3 separate regions of the Mus musculus genome follow, and all the other regions are linked to region 2. The links are chromatin contacts, called in public Micro-C and promoter capture Hi-C maps. All regions are on one chromosome and are shown on one strand. The core of a region is the stretch at or near the end of the contact, and the rest is flanking DNA. Distances in the headings are between cores, read along the strand shown.

Region 1 (4,082 bases), core at 931-3,430, 680 kb before region 2:
TCAGTTGTATCAGGAAGGGAAACTTCTCTGTTCTGGCTTATGGCACCTTATGGTATGTGGACTTTCAAAGGGACCTCACTCAGAAGCTGGATGTGGGTTTAGAAGGCGACTGCTCTGTAAATTCTGCACCAAAGGTCAAGGTCTTTCTCTTCTCTCTGCCCTTCTCTCTTCTACCCTCCTGACCCGGTTTCCTTTCTGTTGTTTGGAGACAAGGTTTTCTTTCCTTACATAGCCCATGCTGATCTTGGCAATCCTCCTGCTATAGCCTCCTGAGGGTTGGAAATAGGGGTGGAGTTACAATGGTCCAACTTGTCCAGCAGCAGAAAATTCAATGCTTCTGGTTACCTATAAGGTCTGGCTTCCTGAACACAGACCCAGATCCCATAAGCAACATACTCGGGGCTTCTGCTGCAGATCTGAGCTGTTCTATATGCCCTGTCCTGAAGAAAGACTTCCTCACAGGGACAGGAAATAGCTTCTCCTGGCAAAGTACCCCTCCCGCCCCCCAGTCCATACTGAGGCTACATTTGTTGGGAAAGTTGGCAATTCTGACACACTCTTTGACAAGCAGTAAACCATAGGTACTCAATAAATGTTTGTTGGAAGACAAAACAGGGGAGATTCTGGGAAAAATGGTTATTAATGGGGTAACAGACTGCTTAGTCTGTGTTGTTAAGCAAAAACAGGATGACTCGCAAACATGCCAGTACTCACTCTCATGGTCCTTGGGTCCAGAAGTTCTTGAACATAGTAGGTGCTCAGGACAACTATAGATCTGGTAAGCTCAGCTTAGCGATCTTGTATGGATGTCTTGGGAAACAGAAATCTTGGGGCTCCATTTTGCTATGTCCCCCAAAGAAAGAGCTTTCCTTTTTTCTTCTTACTTCCTTCTTCTCCAGCTCCTTAGCACAGAGCAGGCTCTTAAAGCGGCTCCCTAGATATCCATAGACCAAGAGAATGAGGGTCAGGTTATCTAGAGGAGGGGGGAGGGGAAGGCCACTTGAGTCATAAGGGTTGAGCAGGTGGCGTTGAAACAATGACTGGACTGGGCCTTAGGTGTGACTCAATCTCTCTATAACATGATGTTTTCTTGGTGCTGGGTGCTGAGATTCTCAACGTGGTTTCACATCTGAGCCAATCCGGGCAATGTTTATTTATTTAGTGGGGATGGGGAGCGAGGGGTCTGAGGAAAATGTATGGCACTGTGTTCTTCCTTTCCACTTTGTGGTTTCCGGGCATGGAATTTAGGTCCCCAGGGTTTTGCAGGCCACATGTCTTTACCAGGTGTGCCATCTTGCTGCACCCTTTGAGGAGTTTTTTTTCAAAGCCCCAGTGTTGGGGCACACTCTCAGATTCTAACTAAGCTGCTCTGGGGTGTAACCAGGGTATCCACCTGCTTAAGAAAAGCTCCCTGGAGAGGCTCAGGTGTAGGTCAGGGCGAGAACCCGGTAACAGGCAAGCAGGCCAAGGTTTTAGAACATCACGACAGAAGGAAGATCCATGATTGGAAAGCAAATTCTATGCACGTTCTGGGGACCACAAACTGCAGTCCGTAGAGTGCTTACAGCTGACACAGCGGGCTGGAGCAGCGGGGAAACAGCAGCTCAGAGTAGGAAGGGAGTTGTGGGGCGCCAAGATCAGCAAGAATAAAGGGAGCTAAGCAATGTGAAAGGAGCCTGGAGATAAAGTCTGCCGTCTAGGCTGTAAATGGGGCTCGGGAGTGACTGCGTGGAGACCCGGAGGAAGTGGGGGGTGCCGCCCAGAAGGGCGTGGCGCGGGCAGAGGCTTAGGAAACTCAAAGGCTATAGGGGGGCAAGCGGTCGCGCAGAGAGACACAAGGGAGTCCTTATGCACACGCGCACGAGCGCGCACGGGCACACCACGCTACCACTCGGTGGGCACACGTTCGCTGCACACGCCGCGGTCCCGAGAGCGGATCACAGGGAGGAGCGGCAGGCAGGGCCGGGCAGTCTCTCCAGTCGCGCCCCTGCAAAGGCTTGCGCAACAGGCGGCGGCTCCAGCCCGCCCCGCCCAGCCCAGGCAGGGTGCAGCACGAGGCGGGCCGGAGAAAGGGGTGTGTCCCCGTCTCCTGCTGCGCTGGGAGCAGAGGGTCTGGGAGGGGCGAGGCCCTGGGGGCGGGGCCCCGGCGCCTATAAAATCGCCCTACGCACGCACGGACATAAACAAACCTTGCCAGGCTACCCTCTCGCGTTGCAGGCAGATTGCTCACCCATCTTCGTCTCCCTCTTCACCTCCCGCGGGGCGCTGCACCTCCAACCTTGTGGTTGGCTCCTTTCCGTGCTTGCTTGCTCATTAGGTAAGCCCTCCGGACGCCTTCTTCCTCCGGAGCAAGACAAGGACCCCCAGCAAAGCTTGCTTTCGGGGTGCTACTGGACACCCCGCCCGTCTTTTGTGGCCCTTGCGAAGACCACAACTGGTGGTCTTCGGTGGAACCGGCGCCGGAGGGATAGCTGGCATCACTGGAGCGGGTTTCGATTACTATAAGGCACAAAAAGACGTGTTGGGTCTCGCTTTCTCTCTAATTGGGGAAGTGGGATTAAGGGGTCGAAGTTGGGGCGGAGAGCCTGGGAATACCTGGGTCGCACTTCCTGGCGTCAACCCTGAGCCACAGCTGACTTCTCTGTCCACTGGGCTCAAGGGGACACTTTGTGTGTGCTCTCGCGTGTGAAGGGGTGTGGATGGGTGATGGGGTGACTAGGAAAAGAGCGACTGTAGCGCGTGTATCCAGGGGATGAGTAAGGGTGAGCAGACTTGGCGGGGAGTGTGGAGAAGGGGGCGAGGGTGTGTCTACTCTGGAGCCTGGTCCCGAACCAGTGTGATCTGAGTCCAGGTTCCCATCCAGTCCAGAGCCCAGTGCTCTCTCCAAGCTGTGCGTGTGAGAGAACGTGTGTGTGCTGGGGGAGAGTCCGGGGTGTGTCCCGGCGCGTGCTGCACGCGCCACTGCGAGTGTCGGCGGCGAGAGGAGCCCAGGCAAGGGTGCGGCCCTCTAGGTAGTACCGGGTTGGCTCTGTAACTGCGCGGGAGTGGTGGTTTGTGCCTCCAGGGTCGCGCGGGCATCTGGCAGCCCCAGAGTTGGCTGGAGCTCTGAGTGTCGTCATTTTCGCCTCCGCCTCCCCCCGCCCCACCTCCCTTTCTTTCTCCCAGGCGGTCCTCCCTGCTGTTTTAGCCCGGAGAGCAGCTGGAACCGCTCGTCCGTTCCCGGGAGACCGGTCGCGGTCTCTGATTCAGCCTGTAGGGTAGATTCGGGAGGGGCGTGAGGAATGCTGCAGGCTCTGGGGAAACATGCTGTCACCACCGCCTCTGTCAAATTAGTAGCTGAAGCTAAGATTTGTGGATGGCTTCCTTACTCTGCCACCTTCCGTCTTCCCTTGTCTGTCGCCTTTGCTGGCAGTCATCACGGATCCCCATGCACTGTCCCTTGGGCTTTAATGTGGGAGGACAGGTCGGGGAGGGAAGTCCAGTGGTCCGTGTCCTAGAACAGCCTTCAGCTCTCCCTCACAGACTTCCTGGGCAGGTCAGCTTATTTGAGTCCTTGAAACTCCTGAAGAAGATGGGAAATTCAGGACAGCCAATGTTCCCCCCCCCCTTACCCCCTTCAGTGATCTCCTACACCACCTAAAGTGAACGGACAGGCGCTAGCTATGGATTTCAAGGCAAATCTTTCAGGTTGCTTCTTACTGTTAGAGATCCTAGCAATTTGTCTATTTCACATGTGTGAAGTGAATGAGAGAAAGCTAGGTGCAGAGGAAAACCCCCCAAAACCATCTTCATGGGACTTGCCAACTTCTGGACAGTGGCAGGGAGGGGCCACTGTTTTATGGGTGTGGCGCAACCAGCCCCAGGCCAGAAGGGTACCAAGTCGGAGCTGAAAGGTGTGAGGGAGGCTTTACAGGAAGGTCTGGAAAAGCTCCAAGAGGTGAGACTACAGTAGATGCTGTCAGGGAGCTAATCCCACCTGGGCCTTCTTAGCTTGGTGGTGCTTGGTATCTCCGTGGCCAGTACTGGGGAAGGAGGACTTTTTCAGCCATACCAAGGACAGTAGCTTGACCCATAGGAAGAGC
Region 2 (3,666 bases), core at 87-2,586:
CTCCTTGGCCCTGCTCATCCAACTTTCCTAGGCAGACACCTGCTTTTTCCCTGTAGACTAAGACTGGATTCCCAACTTTACTCACAGCTATCTTGTCCTCTCTACTCCACCTGACAGTCATGAGGGAAGACTGGGCGGTAAGGAGTCATGGTACCCCAGGGCAGGAGGAGGGCTTCCCTAACTTGCCTGTTGGGTAATGAGGCACTTGCCCTCTGCCAATGGTGCCAGTGACTGACCAGACTGCTTCCTCTGCCGTCAGCAAACCTGAACTACGTTTCTCCTCCACACCGCTGTCTAGAAGGCTCTTTTTGAAATTGTCATAACTGCTCCCACCTTGCCACTTGAATCTCACCTTAAGGCGTGTCACCTCCTCAATGGGGACTCCTAGGACAGAGCCCAGTGGTTCCTGTGATTCTGTTTCCACACTAGGAATAATTTGGCTCACACTTGCTTTAGCTCTGGCCTTCTGTCTGTCACTCAGGTTTTATGAATTCAAGGGTTTCAAACCTTCGGTGGAGAGCAGTACTCTGTCGTACGTAGGACAAACTCACTGCCATGATTTCAGTGTTTTCCCTGAAGGATGCTAATGGAGTCAGAGGGCATGACTGGCTTGCCTGCAGCAGGATTTAGGAGCCAGGAAGAAATTAGGATACTGATTCTGATGTTCACATGCGCTTCTCAGCTGTCTTCCCACCTACTTGTACAAGGGGCTACCCCAAAACTACCAGAAGCAGTAGCCCCCAGGAGCCCGGAATAGAAGAAGCATTGCAATCACCGAGCCAGTGGGTGAGGTGTGAGCATGTCTAACCGAGCAACTTGGATTTTTACCTGCAAAGGCAAGCAGAGGAGGTGGAGGGTGGAGACTGAACATAAAGCTGCAGCCTCAGCCTCTATCTACTCCCTTTTAATTTCTCCTCTCGCTCAGGGGAAACCCCAACGCCCACGGGGTCTGGGGAGCTCCCGCTTCACGGCCTCAGGATTCATGACCCAGCAGAAGCAGTAGTAGAGGCCTCACAGCCCTGGTGATGCTGGACCTCAAGGCTGTCTTGGGTAGGGGGGCGGCGGGGAGAGGCGGGGCCCCGCCTGGGCCTCCCGCAACCAAGGGGCGGGACGATGGAGCCCCACCCCTGCGAAGGAGGGAGGGAAGCAGAGAACGCTGCGGGTGGTGAGCGCTCCGCCCGGGCGCGCCTGCTTCTGCTGCTGCTACTGCCGCTGCAGCGGGGCTAGGGCTAGAGCAGCGGGCTGGGCGCGGGCGGGAGAGGGGAGGAGGGAGGAGGCGGCGGCGCGTGTGCCAGGCGGGCGGGCGGGAGGACGGCTGGCACAGGGCTTGTAAATAAACTGCGATGCTGTCTCGGGCTCGCCGGCCCGGGTGCCGCCGTCGCCGCCGCCTCCCTGGAGCTTCGGTGCCAGGCTCCCGCCGTCGCGCGCCCTAGCGCCACCGCGCCAGCCTCGCGCGCCCTCAACGGGCTCCCCGTGGACCCCGGCTTCCTGCGCCCCTCCGGGTCCCACAGAGGACCCGCTCGGGATGTGACCCCTTGACTCCCCACCCGACCTCCTCTGGCCCCCGGGAGGCCCGCCTTTGCCTGCTTTTGGGGGGGTGGGCGGGGAGGGGCGCGCGGATCATGGCATTGGAGTTCCCGGGCTTGCAGCCGCCGCCGCCGCCTCGTCCACGTACCCCAAGTGCTCCTACTTCCCGGAGCAGCAGCGGAGAAGGCGAAGCGCCCGGTGGGGGCGAGGCAGATGGGTCTCAAGGCTCGCAGGGCGGCGGGGGCGGCTGGCGGGGGCGGCGGCGAAGGGGGCGGCGGCGGCGGCGGGGCCGCTAACCCTGCTGGAGGGGACTCGGCGGTGGCCGGCGACGAGGAGCGGAAAGTGGGGCTGGCGCCAGGAGACGTGGAGCAAGTCACCTTGGCGCTAGGGGCCGGAGCCGACAAAGACGGGACCCTGCTGCTGGAGGGCGGTGGCCGCGAAGAGGGGCAGAGGAGGACCCCGCAGGGCATCGGGCTCCTGGCAAAGACCCCCCTGAGCCGCCCAGTCAAGAGGAACAACGCCAAGTACAGGCGCATCCAAACTTTGATCTATGACGCCCTGGAGAGACCGCGGGGCTGGGCGCTGCTCTACCACGCGCTTGTGTGAGTACCTGGCCACTCGGGGCGCCCCTTGGCGGCCGTGCACCTTAGGGTTCGGGCCAGGGCTGGCATAGTGTTGTGTCTTTGGCCACTCAGAAGTGCTCTCTGGCTTGGGTTGGGGATGGAGGGACACCAGTTTGGCCTTAGCCAATGGTTCTCTGCGGTGTGACGGAGTGTTTCTGGTGCCTGGGACAGCAGGCTTTCAAGCTGAGTTGGAGATTTGAACTGGCGAGTGCGCAAAAGTGCGCATTTATTGTATGTTCTGGGATATTGTCATGGAAGCTTAAAAGAAATAGATGATATTTCTAATGAAGCAGTTGAGTGGGACAAAAACGGTCCTTTCAGAAGCACCGGTTCTTCTTGGGGTGGATAGCTTGCAATCACCACTCAATTTAGATGATATATCCCAGAGTTGAGGATAGTAGCGGTGCACACTGCCCATAGGCATAGTGCCTGTGTACGTGCGTGTTCCATGTGTGTGCTTCCCTTCCTTGGAATGGATGCTGAAGTAAAAGAATAATGGGTTTGGCTTTAATTGGGGGCTTAGACAGACCAAAATGCAGGTCTTTGTGTTCTTTTAGTAAAATGAATAGGAGAATAGAAAAGGGGCGGGATTTCCAAGCTTAGTCCAAAGGGTTTAGCTGAGCCATAGGTAAGGTGAAGCTATTTGATGCTGGAACATCCGTATGATTTATGTGCAACATCCCATAGTTTAGGTTCTACCATCTCTGTAGGTACAACTGTTGCCCATCTGTGGTTTGGCTGACCAGGGCATTGGACACCCAAGAGTCCGGTGGGAAGTTTGTCCCCTGGGACTCCTCTAGAAATAATCTCCATGCTAGCCCAGAAAGTAAATGCTAGGGCGGAAGAAAAATGGAACTCAGATGTACCGACTCCTGGGATGCAAAATACACACCCGTATTTAAGAAGGAAGAGAGGGTACTTACTATCAGAGGGATTCCTCACCCAGGACTGGAATCCTGAGTGCCACAACACCTTGGATGTGTGTGACAAGGCACTTCTTGATACCAGCTGCTTCCTGGCTTTGGCTTAGGAAGCTGTATGGCTGTCATGGTTTGGGTAGGAAGTAGACTATTACCTTGACCCTTCCAATTTAAGGCAATTGGTTTCCCTCCGGTTGACCCTTAACTGACAAAGAGGGAAGAAGTCAGGGAATGTCTTCTGTTTTTTAAGTACTTGCCTGCCTTTTGAGGTTGGAAGAGCTTTTCCTGGTTTGGCCACCAGGTGGGGCGTCCACACAGGACCGCAGTTTTGTGCAACAGGTTTCTTCCAGGTTACAAAAGCCTTTCGAGAATGCATCCCTGAAAACTCAGGAAGCAGCAAGAATAAGGATGACGTACCTTGCCAGGGACTTGGATTTTGGTTGGTCAAGCCTTTGATTCCTCTGTATTTTCAGAAAGCATCTGACCCAAAGCTTAACATGTGTTGTTCTTTCATAGTGAAATGAGGTTTAGCTGGCATTCATTCTTTGGTCTCTAGAACCATGTTCAAATTGAAATGAAATAAATGCTAGGGTATA
Region 3 (3,765 bases), core at 1,085-3,584, 550 kb before region 2:
AGGGCTGTTAGGCCACTGCAGGTCTGAGGAGTAAGAGAACACAGTAGAGTCCCTACAGGAGAATCTGGAGGGCATCAGAGCATGCCTTGGTTCAGGTGCCCACAGTTTGCTAGAGCAGTGGTTCTCAACCTTCCTAATGCAGTGACATTTTAATATAGTTCCTCAGGTTTTGGTGACCCCAACCATAAAGTTATTTTCATTGCTACTTCATAACTGTAGTTTTGCTACTGCTATAAATCATAATGTGGGTTATTTGTGTTTTCTGATGGTCTTAAGCAACTCCTATGAAAGGGTACATCCCTAAGGTGTTGTGACCACTGCTCTAGACCTTTTAAGGATATTTTGTCTATTGGGAGGACAAAACCTGATGACAGACTAGTCAGAGAATGAAAATTCAAGATAAGCCTGTTGTGAGATCAAGCACGGTTAGGTTGGAGAGACTCACAAATGAGCAAAGTGCTCTAGCAGGTTCCTGCGTCCTGTCCAGGGTGGCTTCAGGAAGCAGAGAGGCATGTCCTCTGTTCAACCTTCCTGTCCTTCATTTAGCTGACTGCCCTCTATCCAGTGGCCCAGGATCCACGCATGGCAAGCACTGTGACTGAGGGCTGATACTATGCAGTTTCACTTCCAGCAGCATTGCCACTTGCCCTGCACTTCTTTTGGGGAAGCCCTTTTTCTGGGCCTTTGTGGCATGAAAATTTTCTGGGTTTCTCTTGAACTCACAGCTCAGAGCCCCATATACCAATCAAGCTGTACCAAGATCAGATGATCTCTCAAGTTCTCCCTGAAAGGACAAGGAGCTCCTTGCATGTCCATGGCAGCATAGTCTGGCCTCTTCCTTCCTTATTACCCAACCCCCATCGAGGTCTTGATTGGCTTGTGTTTTTATTTTGCAAGGGGTGTGTTAATACAAGCATTCACTGCATTGATATACACAGGAATCTCCCAGCCAGCGCCTCTCTCTCTCTCTGTCTCTCTCTCTCTGTCTCTCTCTCTCTGTTTCTGTCTCTCCTCCTCCTCCTCCCCCTCCTTCTTCCTCTGCACCCTCTACTACTCTCCAGGTTCCCAGGACATATTCTTCCTCATCTGCCAGACATTCCATTCCTATTCTGGCCTCTATATCTCCTCCTTATTCTTAGATGTCCATACTCTATGGTTGTCTCTTCTTCCCATGCAGGTCTCAACCCAAAAGATCCCTCTGCTAGGCTGTCATTGTCCACTCCTAAGGTATGTCTCACTTTCTCCTGCTTCCTTTTTAGCCCTCTGGCTCTGCTTTCCTTAGCTTGCTTCTCAAGACCCGCAGTGCTTAGTGCATTTGCTTACGCATCATTGCTATCCGAGTGAGCTCTATCTGGGTCCTCAGAACTTTCTCCCAAAGCCAAAAAGACCTCAGCAATGGGGTAGTTAATAAACCCCTGAGGGTGCATACATGAGTCACACATGAACCACTATTCATTAATTACTACAGAGATACAAGACCATGGCCAACCTTCTATCACATGAGGCAGAATTAGAGTCAAGTGTGTAACAAAATATTCTGCTATTGTTTTCTTTTAAAAATTGCAAGAGAAAATATGATTGTGATGCTGTGATGACAATATACTAGTGATTCTAGCCTGACTGGCACTCTGTGTCATCACTCAAAAAATACTTTCTTAATATGTTGAGGGTAGTGAGTCCACCTGTCTTAGCTCTAGGGAGAGCCTCTGAAGCACTAGATGAGGAAACATGGGATGTTGGGCTCTGAGGCTCTGGGTCTCAGTGAGGATGGGGAGGGTCACAGAATGTTAGGTAGGGCATCCTAGAGCTGGAGCCCCACAGAGTCCCTCCCTGGTGGGAGCAGTCTCCATTCTTAGATGTGTGGAAGGTAGACAGGGCTCACTGTGCTATCTAGAAGCTATGGTATCCTCAGCTCTGACTGGCTAAGCAACTTGTCTTGATCACATGGTCAAAACCAGGGATCAGCATGAGAATTTGGGGTAGTGGCACCCCTTTCTAAGAAATCTCTCTCTCTCTCTCTCTCTCTCTCTCTCTCTCTCTCTCTCTCTCTCTCTCTCTCTCTCTCCATCTCTTCATCTCTCTGTCACACACACACACACACACACACACACACACACACTAAGGATTCCTGCATCCGCCTCTTACTGTGAGCAGCTAGCAAGGATTTGATGCTGCTGCACCAGGGCTCATGCCAGCGACTTGGCTGCCAGGTGCAGCTTTCCAACTCTCAGACACCCCCCCCCCAGGCCCCCAATGCACCTGTTCTTGAATGAGGCCAACTCCTAGCCAAGCCCAGGGCACAAGAAAGCTACACTAAGCTTTGGGATTTTCTTGTCTTATTCAGAGATGCTTGGAGTGGAAGCAGAACTGTGAATCTTGGAACAAAACTGCTTTTGATAATGCAAATTTAGTCCTGGTTAATGCAGACAGACTGTCAACTTCAGCAGTCAGGAGAAGGGAGGGGGCTAACTCCTCATCTCAGAGACCAGTGAAGAATTTCAATAGAATGCTTCGACTTCCGAAATAAGATCATTCTAAGCAAGCGGAGGCTTTCTACCTTCCCAGGAATCCATGTGACCCCCATGCTCTGCAGGTATGTCTCTGGGTGTCATGAGGACTCTTTGGGTGGACCATGGTGGCCTGGGTGGCAGGGGTGAGAGTCTCCAGGATTTGATGAAGTCCTTCTTACCCACCCTTTTTCATCTAAGGTAATTTGATGGTCTCTGCTGAGGGGATGGCTGGTCCTGAGGTCTAAACAAGGGCTAGGAGGCACCTATTCCTTCCCTGGATGGTGTGTATTTGTGGGCTGGCCTCCAGTTGCCATTTCCACAGCTGCTATGAGGAAGAAATGTGTGTGTCTGTTTCAGTGTCTATGTGCACTTATGCTGTGATTTGGAAAACTGTCCTGAGGTCAGATGATTCAGTGGCTATAAGTTCATTGTATTTCTTCTTGGTACCAGGGCCATTAACTATATTACTAATGAGTTAAGTATAAAAATATCTATCATTTATTCAGGTCCAACTCTTTTCTTGACAGTGGAGTATGTTTATGGTCTCTGGGCATATTTAGCAGGATCTCTGAAAGTTCTCCCGATTTGCAGATAGAGAAACTAAGTCTCAGGTTCTGGGAAATGCAAAGGCTTTGGACTACAGTCAGAAGACACCGAGGGCTTTCCTGGTTTTCTAACAGAAGGCCATGGGAGGAGATCTGTTCTATTCCCACTCACTTGTCACCCAGCTGCAGTGCCACTGCGGGTACTGATCCCCATCCTACCTCTTGTCTTCAGGCTGTGATGCTCGCCTCTCCACATAGCATGCATATATCCATTCCCGTATGCTTGGCTTGTTGATTATCTGTTTTGATCTGGCCATTACCTCTTAGAGGGCAGAAATTCAATTGGTAGACATGTCCACCATAGCCAGCCCTACACCTGGAACACCATAAGTGACTGATCCACTGTCATTAGCAAGTAGGTGCTATTATATACTCGTGCTGCTGTGTGTCCTGCTCAGCTAGACATGGTGATTCCCTGGGTTTAGGGTCTCAGAAATAACCCCAAATAAAATAAGACCTGTGAAGCTTAAGGAGAGAGAACAGCACATGTTCTAGGAGAGGAAACAGAACATGTTACACCCTTAAGCCTAGCTAAGGAACACCAAATACATGGAATTGGTATGCCCATTCAAGGTGACCAGGGAGGGAATAGAAGGGAGTAAATTCAGATTGCATTAAACAGCTCTCTGGGGGTCACTGTCAGGATACAG

The links. Promoter capture Hi-C pulls out the DNA fragments that hold promoters and counts their contacts. A called contact is a pair of places that touch in the nucleus more often than the background predicts.
Region 1: a Micro-C map of embryonic stem cells shows a contact between it and region 2, with 5 times the contacts expected there. A contact is called at or near these places in 2 of 39 promoter capture datasets (the 3T3-L1 cell line and liver) and 1 of 484 Hi-C or Micro-C datasets (embryonic stem cells).
Region 3: a promoter capture Hi-C map of hippocampal neurons shows a contact between it and region 2, with 5 times the contacts expected there. A contact is called at or near these places in 2 of 39 promoter capture datasets (hippocampal neurons and stem cell-derived epiblast-like cells).

The regions. Positions count from the first base shown.
Region 1 is chr15:66,967,739-66,971,820 of GRCm38.p6, reverse strand. It overlaps Ndrg1 (N-myc downstream regulated gene 1), which reads left to right and starts at 2,180. Exons shown (of 16, transcript NM_008681.2): 1 at 2,180-2,317. Gm2895 (a long non-coding RNA gene) reads right to left here and starts at 2,173. Exons shown (of 3, transcript XR_875396.3): 1 at 715-2,173.
Region 2 is chr15:66,284,299-66,287,964 of GRCm38.p6, reverse strand. It overlaps Kcnq3 (potassium voltage-gated channel, subfamily Q, member 3), which reads left to right and starts at 1,336. Exons shown (of 15, transcript NM_152923.3): 1 at 1,336-2,129. The coding sequence starts at 1,741. The region is part of intron 1 of Gm27242 (a long non-coding RNA gene); the gene reads right to left.
Region 3 is chr15:66,830,398-66,834,162 of GRCm38.p6, reverse strand. Sla (src-like adaptor) reads left to right here and starts at 2,334. Exons shown (of 9, transcript NM_009192.3): 1 at 2,334-2,593. The region is part of intron 43 of Tg (thyroglobulin); the gene reads right to left.